2 separate regions of the Mus musculus genome follow, and region 2 is linked to region 1. Evidence: chromatin contacts called from public Hi-C data. All regions are on one chromosome and are shown on one strand. Each heading gives the region's core, a stretch centred on a gene start, on an enhancer-like site or on the middle of the called end of the contact. The rest is flanking DNA. Distances are from core to core; before and after follow the strand shown.

What was found. A called contact is a pair of places that touch in the nucleus more often than the background predicts.
Region 2: a Hi-C map of the 3T3-L1 cell line shows a contact between it and region 1, with 6 times the contacts expected there. The contact joins two enhancer-like sites. A contact is called at or near these places in 2 of 39 promoter capture datasets (both in the 3T3-L1 cell line), 7 of 484 Hi-C or Micro-C datasets (the 3T3-L1 cell line, adipose-derived mesenchymal stem cells, embryonic fibroblasts and 2 more), 1 of 115 datasets of contacts at active chromatin or transcription factors (embryonic fibroblasts) and 1 of 9 other capture datasets (embryonic stem cells).

Annotation. Positions count from the first base shown.
Region 1 is chr13:4,770,231-4,772,930 of GRCm38.p6, forward strand. No RefSeq gene overlaps it. Among named protein-coding and RNA genes, the nearest start is that of Gm40658, 46 kb to the left of the region's middle. Within about 2 kb of position 1,396, at least 305 of the 459 cell types and tissues checked have an H3K27ac peak or open chromatin away from gene starts, as enhancers often do.
Region 2 is chr13:5,410,831-5,413,530 of GRCm38.p6, forward strand. No RefSeq gene overlaps it. Among named protein-coding and RNA genes, the nearest start is that of Gm40660, 43 kb to the right of the region's middle. Within about 2 kb of position 1,436, at least 11 of the 459 cell types and tissues checked have an H3K27ac peak or open chromatin away from gene starts, as enhancers often do.

The DNA.
Region 1 (2,700 bases), core at 146-2,645:
AGGGGAACGCCAGGGCCAAAAAGGGGGAGTGGGTGGGTAGGGGATTGGGGGGGTGGGTATGGGGGACCTTTGGGATAGCATTGAAAATGTAAACGAGGAAAATACCTAATTATAAAAAAAAGAAACAGAGCTTTAGCACTTAAGGCTAAACACTGACATTTCTAGACACAGGACATCACTTACGCAAGAGAGAACAACATTCGTTTCTTATGTTCTTAACAAAACCCACCAGTTACACATTACACACTCATCCATTAGAAAGATGATGATTTAGCAGGGTTCTAGATGCTCACTCATGTGTGTGGTGGTGAAGATGTTTCTGCAAAAGTCACTTCACTTTACCCACAGTGCCAGTTGTTACATTTCAGCAATTTTTATGTACTTTCCACAAGACTTTGTATTTCCCTTTCAGCAATCCTTCTACTTTGAGATACCTTTTCTTCTGGGTTTTTGTATGGACATCTTAAGAACACATAACACAAGTATCTTTATTTAAGAATGTGAGATCAGTCTGTGTTCAGCACAGTATTATTGTGGGCTTTTATTCATAAATTGCTCTTAAAGCATATAGAAAGAGAACAGAACAAAAAAGTATGGTAAGAATTTTTTGAGAATATTTTTCCTAAGATTGTGTGTGTGTATATGTGTGTGTGTCTGTGCATGTGTATACACATACACACACACACACACACACACACACACACACACACACACATATATATATATATATATATATATATATATATATATATATTTGTGCTTGATATATATGTATTACTCATTAAATGTATTCATTAAAGTTGATGTAATGCTCCTTCACGGTTATTGTTTTTAAAGCTGTCCTCTTTTGAATAGCTTGAAGGTCCTTCAGGAATTGCAAGCTCTGTTGTGAAACAGAATGTTCATATCGTCCTGTTACTCTTTGGCTCTGCTAGTTCGCTGATTAAAATAGGCTCACGCGCAGGACGCTAATCTCTGTTTATAGAAAATAGCAAACAGATGGAGAAGCAATGATGAGTAAAAATAGACCCTTTCCTCCAGCAGATCTTTTAACACATAGATGTCAAGAAAGCCAAGAAGTCAGTGAAACCTAGTCTGGTGTTCCCTACACTACCCTGAAGTGACAAATCGCATAATGACAGGGATCCGTTTGCTCCTGAGGCAACAGCTAAGCGGGACTTCCAGTACTTTCTATTATAGGTGGCTTTTTCATTGCAACCTCCATTTACTTGGCAGGGCCTCTGGAATCTCTGACTGGAACTCTGAATGAACACTCCTCTTGTTTGAATCCTGCTGATCCCCCAACTGTAACTGGATCAGCTGACATCACCAGTGTGCTGAGCCCTGTGAAATGTCTCTGTAATTGGACTCCACTCTTGAGTCAGAGCTTGGTAAACCCTGGAGAGGCGCTGTGGTCCGCGTGCTCAGCATGACTCATGCCTCTAGTGCCTGGAGACTGTTGCTATGTGAGACTTCCTGTTAAGTGTTTACTTCTTACAGTGGGTTTGTCCTGTCCCAAGAGCTATTTGGATTTGGTATGCGGGGTGGGGTGGGGTGGAGTGGGGTGGAGTGGAGTGGGGGCAGGGGCAACTAGGGCAAAGGATTTGCCTTTTTCTTCTGAAAACAAGGATCCTGGGAGAGTCAGCTCTGAGTTAACTTCCTTAAATGGTCTGGCAGCTCATGTTTACAGGAAGAGGAAAATCTGGGAAATGCTGATAGAAGTCATAAATGCAAGGAGGGAAAAATAGCATAGTTGAGGTCATATGCAGGTGCCTGAGGGTTATTTTTTTTTAATGCCTATTTGTGTCATTCTTATGCCAAACATGCTTTAAATTATTCAAAATGGTTTTATTTAGACTGCTTTTAAAATTAAATAAACATTTTAAAGTTTTCAGTCAAAACTCTTCTGTGACAAATTAAGGAACATTGAAGAAAAGGCATAGAGACAACCTACCAGGTAGCACTTTACAATTGTGAAATCATTTTCTTTTCTGAATGATAGGTAGCTATAAGACACGGTGGCGGTTGAATAAACATTTAATCAAAACCAATATACGTTTATGTGAACATGTGTTTCTACACGTGGTTTTATAGATAGAAGTGGAGACTGGATAGAAGGCCAGTATATTACAAGGAAATGGGATTTGATTCTTCAACAGTGCTCAGATCATTCAGGCGTATGAATATACTGGATTGTGATGCAACCTTGGTAATAGGGAGTTCAAGCCAACTCTATTCTCAGAGTCATATGAATTCAGCTTAGTTCACATTGCCAAGGCACACTGGCAACTGCAGCTGACACAAGAGATAATCCATGTGTCAGCCAAGAACAGATAAAGAAGAGTATGAGATTCTTGGAGCTAACTCAGGCTGGGAACAGGAGAGGTGTTCATTGCTGTTCTGTAAACAGCAAAGACAGGAGCAGAATAAGGAGAATGTCATGTTGAACCTGTGAGTCACAAGACCAGAACTAAAACAAAGCCCTCGGGGGCCATATACACCCCAAGAAGCCAAAGGGGTGCTTTGGAGAAAGTCTAACTTCATTGTGCTTATAGAGTAGAGTGGTTAATGGAGCCAGCATTATGAACCTGCATATACAGCTCTTTCTTGTTCCTTCTCAAGAACAGTAGCTTTTCAGAAAGTTGAAGGAAAAAAAATAGCAAGTATTGGAAGAAGGTGTTACAGTAACTAGTACTGTAT
Region 2 (2,700 bases), core at 186-2,685, 640 kb after region 1:
GTCTATCCTGGTGGGCCAGACATGGCAGTAAAAGCTTGTAGCAGCTGGTTGGTCAAAGCATCTGCAGTCAAGAAGCAGAAGGGGATAAATGTCCGAACACAGCAAGGATTCTCCTTTTTGATGCAGCACAGAATCCAAGTCTAGGGTTTGGTCCACTAATTTTAACCCACATCAGAATTATCGCTTAAGAGCATCACCATAGACTAGACAATCCCTCAGAAGTGTACTCAGAGGCTTGTCATGAGATTATTATAGGGTCTGGCAAGTAGCTACTCAGTGCTAACCAGCAGAGCCCTTTTGGAATAGTTCACTATCTAGCTGAGGTAAACGGATAGCAACTGGAGTCAGAAACTGGATCAATACCATACCAGAGTTAAGGACTCAAGCTTTTCAAGGTCCAAGTGTCATTTTAAGACAGCATATTGCTCTGTTTGATCAGTGTGTTATGGAGTTTTCAAATCCAACTTCTTAGAAGAGAGCTGTGCTTGCTACCATAGGACAGGTACCACACTGAGACATCATCTTGGTGAAATTTTAACCGTGGCCCCTTTCTAAATAGTTTGGTTTCAGTGGGAAATTTAGTTAGTTTAGTAGAGACCTTTGACCCTTGGTATGGGATTTCCTTTTTTTTTTTGTTTTGTTTTGTTGTTTGTTTGTTTGTTTGTTTGTTTTGTTCTCTTCTGTTTTTTTTCGAGACAGGGTTTCTCTGTATAGTCCTGGCTGTCCTGGAACTCACTTTGTAGACCAGGCTGGCCTCGAACTCAGAAATCTGCCTGCCTCTGCCTCCCAAGTGCTGGGATTAAAGGCGTGTGGATTTCCTAATCATTTTACCAGAAACCACTTTCTAAATACCTAAGCACCTTAATTTGCTTTTCATTTCCTCCTTCTTTCTTTCCTTCCTTCTTTCTTTCTTTCTTTCTTTCTTTCTTTCTTTCTTTCTTTCTTTCTCTCTTTCTTTCTTTCCCTCTTTCTCTCTTTCTCTCTTTCTCTCTTTCTCTCTTTCTCTTCCTTTCTTCCTTTTCTTCCTTTTCTTCCTTTCTTCCTTTTCTTCCTTCCTTCCTTCCTTTCTTCCTTTCTTTCTTTCTTTCATTTCTGTTTGTATTGCTTAATGGATAGACTTTGAGGCTCATTCCACGGAAATTCTGACTGTCCCCAGAAACCATGAACTCATCTGACTAGTTGCATTCTGTGAACATCTGTGGCTCTTTAAAACCATTGTTGCATCAAATCTTTACCAAAAATGTAAAATATATATGACTTTGGGGAATGCTTTTAAGACTTTCTTTTTACCTGATATGACAGCTGTCCTTAAATCATTTTCTTTTTCTAAACTCAGAACAAATGAATTCCATGTTGTTTTAAAAAAAATTGTCTAACACATTGCAGTCTGGGCCAAATTTTTATCCCATTAGATCACTGTGTAATGTTTAAGCTTGTGTCCCTGCTTCCTAAACTGTTCTGGGAATCACCAGAACATTCACTCTAGGAGCAACAGCACTAACAAACAAGCCTCCTCAATGCATCCCAGGACATCCCATGCTCCCCATCAACCAAATCTTGATTCTTTGCTTTCACTGTCTGGTACATGGGGCATCTGTGAGTTGACAATGGTCATCAGCAACTGATACCAGCTGACACAATCCCTCTGTCCTGTTTTAACTCAGGAGGAAAATAACTTATCACACACACAGCCAAGAGAATTGTTAATCTTAGCATTTTAAGAAACAGTATTAAGCTGGTATGGGAGAGATATGTCTGTCTGGAATGCTGATCCATTGTGAAAGACATAGTGGTCTCTTTGTAAGACCAGGGTACAGTCCAGTGGGAAAAGGTTTCAGATTTCAAGTCAAGATCCCACAACATTAAAATTTTAAGGCCAACTTGGGCTACAGGACTCCTTATCTCAACAGCAATCCCTCCCTGAAAAATAAATGAATACATAAAATAAGCTAATATCTGAGGCTCAATGAAAAGTCAAAGAGCTAGCAGTTGGTAGCAGTTTACATCACTGCAACTATCCTGAGTGACTTATACAAAACTGTATTTAATTTTCACCTCACTGTAATTATTCCCTTGTCTCAGAGAGGAAGCCTGGATCATTAGAAGTTAAAAATCTAAGACTACGTTGAATGGGCAGCTAGGTGTCTGATCACTTAGACTTGGGTAGTCATTCTAGTTCCATTTTCCTTAAAGTAAGAAGTGTGGGTTAAGAAATCTTTACATTTTCAGCTTGTTGACCTTTTTGAACTTTGTGGACAAACTGAAGTGCCCAATTGAGGATGCCTCAGTCCCACTTGGGAGAGAGAAGAAAGCAATCACAAGTGGAAAGGGAGGGAGGGACCTGGGGTGAGGGGAGTGGGAAAGTGGAAAAGGGTTGGGAAAAGGGGAACCTGATCTGGTGAGGCAAAAGACTGAAGCCCTGAGGGCCAGCAGAAAGAATGTAAACAGTCAACCTCCAGAGATAGGAGGTTGGAGGACCCTCCAGAATGCACCAGAGACCTGGGAGGTGAGAGACTCTCAGGACTCAAAGGGAGGGACCTTATATGAAATACCAGACAGTAGGGAGAGGGAACTTACAGAATCTACCTCCAGCAGGAAGACAGGACATCAATTGAGGGATGGGGTTGCCATCCCACAGTCACAACTCTGATCCATAATTGTTTCTGTCTGAAAGAATTCCAGGAATGGAAATGGAGAGGA